Regions from separate parts of the Macaca mulatta genome. Here region 1 is linked to region 2. The links are chromatin contacts, called in public Hi-C maps. All regions are on one chromosome and are shown on one strand. Each heading gives the region's core, a stretch centred on a gene start, on an enhancer-like site or on the middle of the called end of the contact. The rest is flanking DNA. Distances are from core to core; before and after follow the strand shown. Region 1 has its middle 180 kb from the start of ZNF618. Region 2 overlaps ZNF618 (zinc finger protein 618).

Evidence for each region. Hi-C and Micro-C count contacts between places; a contact is called where the count stands out from the background.
Region 1: a contact with region 2 is called in a Hi-C map of fetal cortical plate, with 3 times the contacts expected there. The contact joins two enhancer-like sites. A contact is called at or near these places in 6 of 14 Hi-C or Micro-C datasets (CD4 T cells, blood, cortical neurons and 3 more).

What each region holds. Positions count from the first base shown.
Region 1 is chr15:44,632,007-44,636,686 of T2T-MMU8v2.0, forward strand. No RefSeq gene overlaps it. Among named protein-coding and RNA genes, the nearest start is that of ZNF618, 180 kb to the left of the region's middle. Within about 2 kb of position 3,170, at least 7 of the 40 cell types and tissues checked have an H3K27ac peak or open chromatin away from gene starts, as enhancers often do. A contact at or near this core is called in fetal cortical plate, where this site is marked.
Region 2 is chr15:44,285,835-44,290,555 of T2T-MMU8v2.0, forward strand. ZNF618 (zinc finger protein 618) reads right to left here. Exons shown (of 15, transcript XM_077968268.1): 13 at 4,267-4,344. Among named protein-coding and RNA genes, the nearest start is that of AMBP, 37 kb to the left of the region's middle. Within about 2 kb of position 2,112, at least 4 of the 40 cell types and tissues checked have an H3K27ac peak or open chromatin away from gene starts, as enhancers often do. A contact at or near this core is called in fetal cortical plate, where this site is marked.

The DNA.
Region 1 (4,680 bases), core at 1,920-4,419, 350 kb after region 2:
AAACTCCTCAAAAACAGAAAAAGAAAAAGAAATTTCAGTTGGTTTAAACTAAATACGATTTAAAATACAGTGCTTCAGTACATCAGCCACACATCAGTCACACGTGGCTAGTGGCAACTGTGTCGGACGGTGCAGATAAAAAACACTTTCATTCTCCAAGAAAGTTCTAATGGACATTGCTGGTGTCGATAGCATTTTCTCATCACTCTCTTGTAACTTTCTGTTACAATTCAAGGAGATGAGGGGAAGGGGCTAAGATTAAGAGATTTCATTCCTACTCTGCTTTCTCAGACTGCTTTCACATACCTGTCCAGCACAATCCACTCAACGTGTTGTCAAGAAAATGTCATTATTTCTTTTTCCTAGTTAGAAAAACGGTGGCCGGTGAAGCACAGGAATTCGCTGAAAGTTACTCAGCTGGTAACCCACTGTGGGGCACAGTGGCAGCAGAGTAGGCCCAGGCATTTGCCTGTTGCAAATGAGGAGACCAAGGCTCAGGAAGTCACGTGGTTCCAGCCAGGCATCCCTGCCCCACAGTGGCTCAGCAAGGCCTCTTGCCACTCCGGGCAGCAGGGACCCATGAAATAGAGGCTTCCAGGGGCTTCCTGCAGCTGGTCCTGCTCTCCAGGAGGAACATTTTTCTGTCTGGAAAGTGACAAATTAACAGAAAATTCATGCTTTTGCTGTGATGAAAATGAAAATGTCTAATTTGCTAGTCAAAAGCATTTCCCTGTTTAGAGATAAGAGTAAATTTGAGTCTTTGTTATCCGTGATTGACACAGCACAGTGCAGAGCTTCCTGGAGATCTCTGGCTCCATTCTGTGGTCTAGGAATGGTGTACCTGGTTGTCGCAACTGGCTAGTCCCCAAATTCGTCTTGCCTGATCTCACTGCCAACACTGCTGGGTAATTTTTTCTTTTTTGAAGGAAAGTCTGCCATGGAGGAAGGATTTATGTGTGTGTGTTTGCATATTTCACAGAGTCTGGAGCTGTCTCATTAGGTCAGAGAAATGGGAGAACCCTTGAAGGAAGGAGGCTTCTAAGTGATGTTTGCATGCAGAGCACTGGATTGGGTGGGCGTCAGGAAATCCAGGCCCTGAGCCTAGCTTGCCTCTTCCTCTTTGAGCCTTTCAAGTTAATTTAATAGGAATTTATTGCCTTTAGGATAGTTGCTAGCCAGGGAAGCAAAACGGGTCTCAGCTGTCATGAGGACTTCAATTGATTGGTGGTGACTAGCCAGAGTGCTTGATGGAGAAGCATTCTGAAGACACGAAGAGACAAGAACCCCTGATTGATTGCTCATGTTTGGGGGGCCCAGGAATAGGAAGTGGCAGCATCCCACAGTAAAACGAGATAAACAGTAATGATAGAAATAATAATAACAGGCCGGGCGTGGTGGCTCACGCCTGTAATCCCAGCACTTTAAGAGGCCAAGGTGGGCGGATCATGAGGTCAGGAGATCGAGATCATCCTGGCTAACATGGTGAAACCCCGTCTCTACTACAAATACAAAAAATTAGCCGGGCATGGTGGCGGGCGCCTGTAGTCCCAGGTACTCGGGAGGCTGAGGCAGGAGATGGTGTCAACCTGGGAGGCGGAGCTTGCAGTCAGCCAAGAAGGCGCCATTGCACTCCAGCCTGGGTGACAGAGCAAGACTCCATCTCAAAAAAAAAAAAAAGAAAGAAAAAGAAATAATAATAACAGTAATTACAATAAGGCTTTCCTGGTCAAGTCATTGGGAACATCAAGTAAAATCATGGATGTGAAGGTACTTTGAAAACTGGGCAGAAAGACTCATGATGTCTAGACTCAATTATTAAGTGTTTTTGTTGTGAATCATGAGTTCCTTGTTCGTGCGACTTGAACCTTTTCCCCAGAGTATTGCCTGGCCTTGTCATGAGGCTGGAGGCTGCAGTGATGTGGAAGGAGACTCATGGGTGAATGCACATTTGGGTATTCATTTCTGCACTCACCCTTGGCAGCTCTGTTCATTCATTAAGACACATGTCAAAGAGTCTTTAAAGGTCCAGGTACTGGCACCAAGACAGGCCTTCCCGACCCCTCCCTCCTCGGAGCTCCTGGAATACCACCAAGATTGAGCAAGTTTTGATCCATCGTGGCATTTAAAGTGCATTGGAACAGTCATTTTATTACCAGGATGGGGAAAATGAGGCGGAGAAAAGGTAACAGACATGTGCAGGTTCGCATAGCCAGTTCCTAGCAATGGTACGCTGACCCTAATGCCAGCTACCTGTGAGTGGCTTTGCATAATTACCTCTAAGCCTTGTCATCACCCCACAAGGCAAAGGTTAAGGTTCCATTTTATGGTTTTAATAAAACTAGACTCTGGGAGGGGAGGTATTGACCCAAAAGCATAAGCAACAGAGGAAGATTTCAAACCAGATCTGGCTGACTCCATAACCTCGGGTCTTTTGACTGTTGTACAGAGCCAGCAGGAGCTTCCAGCGAAGGCTCAGAACCTGGGGTTCTGCCCAATGCCTCTCACAGTCAAGGCAGGGGGGACCTCCTGGGTCAAGGCCCTCGACCTGGCAGCGTCTTTTAAACTCCTTCTAGAGCTTGAAGTTAGTCCACTGCTGGGTATCTCTGTACTGAGGGTGGCACCTCATCCTCAGAGGAACAGCCTGAAAAGGAGGTGGGAGAGAGTTGGGAGCCAAGACCCTTAGGAGAGGTCACTGGGGACATCCCAGTGTACTTGACACCATGAAGGAGCTCTGGAGGGAGCCTGCAGACCCGGACTTCCCTGCTTATCAGTTTTGCACCCTAAAGAAAGGCACCCAGAGCCCAGAGCCTCAGTATCCCCACCTGCAAAATGGGGCAATTATAACAACAGCCAGCACTTACTGGGGAACACACTGAATTCGCAAACTAACCACGGAAAGTAGGTGCTACAAATATCATCCCTACTTCACATAGGAGGAAACTGAGGCACAGAGACGCTGCATGACTCTCTCAAGGTCATTCAGCACGGAGGTTAGAACCCGGGCAGCTGGATTTCAAAGCCTCACCCTTCCAGCACCAGGAAAGACTGCATGGAGAGCCTCCCCTACCTACGTAGCAAGCGCGCAACCCTTGCTTACAAAGCGGTTTTGGTAAACACGCCTGTATTCTCTGGGGCAGCACGCATCTCCACGGTTTCCTAAAGAGGAAACAGATCCGAGAGGGGCCAAAGTCAAGGCAGCTGCAAAGCAGGGTGCGAACTCCCTTACCGGTTCTCGAGTTCCCGCGGGTGGTGGGGAGGACCGGAGGGGGTTACTTGGGCTCCAAACCGGGGAGTGTAGGCCTGAGTGTGAGGGCTGCAGGGTGGGATCCCCCGCTCCCTCCCCTGACCCTCACCCCCAACTGGCCCTCAGGGTCCGCGCTGGGAGCTCGGCAGAAGCGCTGACTCCGCAGTTTCCAACCCTCCATACCCTGCAGCGCTCCGCACCGCGCAGCCTGGAAAAGTCCCCAATGACACTCGCCCGCGGCGGCGACGCCAGGCCCCTCGGGGATCGTTTATGGAGAGCCCGGGGCAGGAGAGATCGCGGCGGAGGGAAGGAAGGGGAAAGAGGGCCGAGGACAGGGCTCAGAATTACTAGAAGCTTAGAAGGTGACAATGATCCACCTTGTGTGGGTGACTGCTGAACAGAGCAGTTGATTCCCGAACATCCACAGCAGCGCCTGGCTCTGCCTACACACCACTCAACGCACGCAGAGCGAGAAATTCTGCAGATGGGAAATGGGAAGCGGGGAGGGTGGCAGGAGGAGAGAGAAAGCCACCAGAAAGGGCACCTATACACTTCCTGCTCAGAAGGAGAAACTGAGGCCCCAGGAAGGAGACATCCAGGAGTCTTCATTCCCTGGAGAGGGTGGGATTCCTTCCTTTAAAAGGTGATGGGAGGCCAATATCCACATCCCCTCTTCCTTCCTCCCCACTTCCTCCTCCACCCTCCTCCCTCCCTTCTCCACTCTCCTTCCTGCTCTCTTCCTTCCTCCTCCCTCTTGCCTCCTCCCTCCCTTCTCCACCCTCCTCCCTCCTCTCTGTTGACTTTTTTCCTCCTCTCTGCTTCCCTCCTCCCTCTTCTCTGCCTTCCTCCTCCCTCCCTTCCCCATCTTCCTCTCCGTCTTCCTCTTCCTTCCTCCTCCCTCTTCCCTCCCTTCCCCACCCTCCTCCTCCCTCCTTTCCCTACCCTCCTCCCTCTTCTCTGCCTTCCTCCTGCTTCTTCCCTCCTCCCTCCCCTCTTCCCTCCTTTTCCTTCCTCCCTACTTTCCCCTTCTCCTCCGCAGCATTTGCAGAGGCTTCAAGAGGAGTTATCCCAGTGTCTGCCTTTGAAGGGGTCCCAGTTTTCCCAGTAGCTTTGAGACCTGCTCCTGTGTCAAATCCTGGCCTTGTCCTTTGCAGAGAGGGGTGTTCCTGAGGCTTCACAAGGCCTGGGGGAGCTGGAGAGAATGGAAAGAACCTGAGCAGGGTCTGCACTTGGCCCCCCTTCCCTCAGAGCCTGTGCCTCTGCAGCCCCCTGGGAGACCTGGCTTCCAGCCTCAGCCCTGCAAGGCAAGTCACTGTGCTGCAGGATGCTTCATTCCCTCCTCTATATATGGGAACAGCAAGGACAACCACCCCCCACTGCTTCACGGGAGTCCAGGGGCCCAAAAGAGCCTGCAGGATCTAGCTCCTGTCTCCCTC
Region 2 (4,721 bases), core at 862-3,361:
TAATTCTCAAAAGAAGATAAATGAACGTCCAACAAACATGAAAAAATGCTCAACATCACTAATGATCAGGGAAATGCAAATCAAAGCCACAGTGCAGTACCATCTTATTCCTGCAAGAATGGCCATAACTTAAAAATCAAAAAATAATAGATGTTGGCAGGGATGTGGTGGAAAGGGAACACTTTTACTAGGACAACCACTATGGAAAACGCATGGAGGTTCCTTAAAGACCTAAAAGTAGATCTACCATTTCTTCCAGCAATCCCATTACTGGGTATATCTTCTTTGGAGAAATGTGTATTCAGATCCTTTGCCAATGTGGTCAATGAGCACAGGAACAGATGCTCAACATTATTAGCTGTCAGAAAAATGTAAATCAAAACCACAATGAAATGCCATTTCACATGCACTAGGATGGCTATTATCAAGAAGGAAGATGATAAAAGGTATAGACAGGGATATAGAGAAATTAGAATCTTCATACACTGCTGGTAGAAATGTAAAAATGGTGCAGCTACTTTAGGAAACAATCTGGTGATTCCTCACAGTATTAAACAGAATTACCTTACAGCTCAGTATCTCCACTTTCAGGTATATACCCAAGAGAGTTAAAAACATGTACATGACTTGTACATGAATGTTCATAGCAGCATTATTCATAATAGCCCCAAACTGGAGATCTACATGACCATCAGTTGGTGAATGGATAAACAAATTGTGATATATTTAGACAATGAAATACAACTCAGCAAAATAAAGGAATTATTGGTAACACAGAACATGGACAAACCTCAAAAGTATGCTAAGTGAAAGAAGTTAGACACAAGAGGCTAAATACTGTAGAACTCCATATGTAATAAAATCCACTAAAGGCAAAACTACAATGAAAGAAAGCAGGTGTTAGTTGCCAGTAGCTAGGGTAGGAGAAAGGGAATGACTGCAAAGAGGCATGAAGAAACTTTCTGGGTTGATGGTAATATTATTTTTACATTTTAGAGACAGGGTCTTGCTCTGTCACCCCAGGCTGGAGTGCAGTGGTACCAGGAAAGGAAGAAAGGAAGAAACCAGGGTAGGAAGGAAGGAAGGAAGGAAGGAAGGAAGGAAGGAAGGAAGGAAGGAAGGAAGGAAGGAGGGAAGGAGGGAAGGAGGGAAGGAGGGAAGGAGGGAAGGAGGGAAGGGGGGAAGGGGGGAAGGGGGGAAAGGGGGAAGGGGGGAAGGGGGGAAGGAGGGAAGGAGGGAAGGAGGGAAGGAAGGAAGGAAGGAAGGAAGGAAGGAAGGAAGGAAGGAAGGAAGGAAGGAAGGAAGGAAGGAAAGAAGGAAGGAACAAACCAGGTGTGGTCATCTCCAAAATCCTAAACTCATGAGCTGCCAGCTTGCTTGCTGTCTGTTGAGTCTCCCAATCCCTCTTAGCTGTGGTCTTCCTGGCTGTACTTCAATGAGGAGGCTGAAAGAGATGACCTCTGAGAGGGCTTCCATCTCTGCTAATCTTCCATCAGGGTCTACCTGAGGCTGCACAGGGTGGATGTTGAGAGCGTGGGCTCTGGAGTTCACTGCGAGAGCTGGAATCCTATCCATAGCCTGCCACTGTGACTGCATAGCCTTGGACAAGTTACTTAACCAATTTGTGCCTCCGTTTCGTCAGCTATGAAGCAGAGCTGTTATGGGCACTTAACTCTGAGGGTTGTTCTGAGAATTAAATGAGTGAATATATGTAAAAGTCTTAGAACAAGGCCTGGCGCCAAGTAAAAGCTCAAATGCTATTGGATGCTTTTATTTTAGGAGATGTGCAACTTTGGGCCAGTGATTATGTTCTTTGAGCCTCGGTTTCATCATCTGCATAATAGGGATGAAAATGTCAACTACCTAATCAGGAAGATCTGATGAAATAACCTGTGTAAAGCTCTCATACCACAAGTGACGCACAGAAAGCACTTGCAAAATTTTAGTTATCTTTGGTATTATTACTGCCAAAGCACGCTTCTCCAACGTCACCAAGGCACGCCAGGTTTTCCTATAGCACAGAAAGGAAGTTTATTAGCGGGAATTACCCTGTGCCATTCAGCAGCCCCATAATGAGATTGGTGTTATTCAAGGCTGATCCTCCTTATCGGCGGCGCTGTGAACTGCGCAGCTCATGATGCTTAATTTCTCTCTATGGAGCGAAGCCTTTAATCCCGATTCAGGGTGGCTGGGATTCAGCCTGGCTTTGCGCTTGATTGCCAGCCAGGCATTCTCTGGCTGCGCTGAACCAGAACAAAGCAGCCCGCGGCTCCACTCTGAAAACAAGTCAAGATGCTTGGGAGAGGTGGGGCCACCTCAAGGCTCAGCCCTGATTTGCATTTTAATGGTCTCCAGGGATGGGAAAGCACTGGCACCCAGGCTCTTCCCTAATCACAGCTCAGCTTCCAGAAGCTGGCAGGGCGCGGGCAGAGTGCCGAGGCTTCAGAGGAAGAGTGCAGGAGGCTGTGCTGTGGGAGTCTCAGGACCAGGTGATATGTTCAGGCAGGACCGGGGGTCCTGCTTCCCCATGGGGTCTAAACACCTTGAGCTGGCATTCAAGGCCTTCCCTGGTGAGGCACGGCTGACGACAAAGGAAAGCAGGGGGTGGCAAGCGTGGTGTGGGGTAGGTTGCTGGAGACAGGGGATTTTCAGGCCCTTTAGAGATGGAGACATAGCTTCCTGCAGGAGGTCACACAGTACCCAGACACACCAGTTAGAGCAGGTCTCCGAGGCAAGTGCCTTGGCTGCAACTCCAGAGCTCTGTCTTGATTTTAAGTTCATTAGAAATAAATAATAGGCTCCCCCAAAAGATCATGTGATTTTATGCCTAGTATACAGCAGATACCCAATTAATATATGCTGGATGAATGAGTGAATGACAGAGACTACACTAACAGAACAGTACTTAGCCTAAAAGAGATTCTAGTACTGTAATACTCTATGCTAGTCAGGCCAGACCTGGGAGATGACGTGAAAGATTTGTACAATAACAATAACAGGTGAAATAACAGCAGGTACCAATTACTGAACCCCATTATATGTCAGGGACTTCTCACCCATTATTTCTAATGCCTCTAGAGAATTCCTCTGGGGAAAGGGGTGGAGGGACAGCTAGCTGCCTCCCCAGACTCATGCTTCCCTTTGCAGAGTGTCCAGCTGTGCTGGGACAGTGGCTCTGGACATGCTTCCGCTCATGGATTCAGGCTGGTCATGTGACTAATTCTCCACACTGGAATTTGAGCATCTACAGGTGTCATTTGTGGTCTGAAATGGTAAAGAAGTGTGCCTGCTCCACAGCCTCTCTCTCCATCCACAAAGAGAGAGGACGCCGAAGATCTAGAGGAGGATGAAGCCACAAGAAAAAAGAGCCTTGATCCCTGAATGACCATGTGGAAGCCACCTAACGAGGTCATGTGCATTGGGCTATAATGTGAGTAAGAAGTAAATGATCTGTATGTGTAACCACTGAGAATGTGGAATTACTGACTTATTCCAGCAAATAGTGTCTCCCTAAGACTTGTGTTATGCTGTGGTGAAATATAATAAAAAGGTTGCCTGGAGAGCAGATGACTGCACCTGTAGCTCTAGAGCAGTGGTTCTCAAAGGGTTAGTCCCTGAACCAGTAGCATCAGCACTGTCTTAAGACTTACCAAAAATGCAAATCCTAGTCCTCACCTCTGCAGACCTACAGAATCAGAAATTCACAATGGAGTCTAGAAATCTGTGCTCTAGCCAGCCTCCTGGTGATTCTGATGTGTCCTCAAGTTTGGACAGAATTGCATTCTGGGACATAGGGTGTTAGTGAATGAGACTCTGCTCTGAGGCGGGCCTTAGCCCAGTTTGCCTTGGGCTGCATGTCTCTCCATCCCCACCTTCTGCCTCTGCTCATCTTGATCTCAAACCATGTTCCATTTCCACCTGCACATTTCGCTTCCAGGCTAGCTCCTACTTGGCCTTTAGGCCCAGCCAAGAGGCCACCACCTCCAGGAAGTCTTTTCAATTCTGTCCCATCTCTCTGTGTTCCCACAGAGCCTGTGCTGCCTCCCCACCGCCCCCGCCTGCAGAGCACAGACCAGCCTGTGCTAATAACTGACTGACTGGGGCTCCCTGCAAGCAGGTTCCATGTCCTATGAGCATTCCTTCCAGGAAAGAGCGGTCTTCCCCAGGCGCCTCAGGTCAGGCCCTAACCGTCTCTTCCGTTTGCAGGAACTGAGGAAGGGGAGGGGGAGAGGAGCTGTATCCCTGGTGGGCAGCTGGGCCCCTTACCTGCGTGGGATTGCATGTGCTCCAACAGGTTGTTGTAGAACTGGAACTGGATCCCACAGGCGCCACACGTGTAGGGTTCTGGAGGGAGAAATGAGGCAGCCGCGTGAGGGGTGGAACCAACGCAGACACCTTCTGCTGGGCTGCAGGCAGCTTTGCAAGTGGGAACCCAAACACACACTGGGTCTCTGTGCTCAGGGCTCCAGGCCCAGCCTGCCTGCCTCCCCTGTCACTAGACCCATGAGGGAGAGGCTGGGGGAAGGAACGATGGAGAGAGAAAGCCATGCAGAGAGAGACCATTAGCTCAATTGAGCAGCTATTTATTGAGTGCTTACTGCGTGCCAGCCACTGTTCTGCACACTTGAGATGGGGGTAGCGGGGACAACATCAACATCAACAGACCAACGGCCCTCTCAGGGCAGAGACCGAGTCTCATGGTGTCACACCCCAGCTCTCTC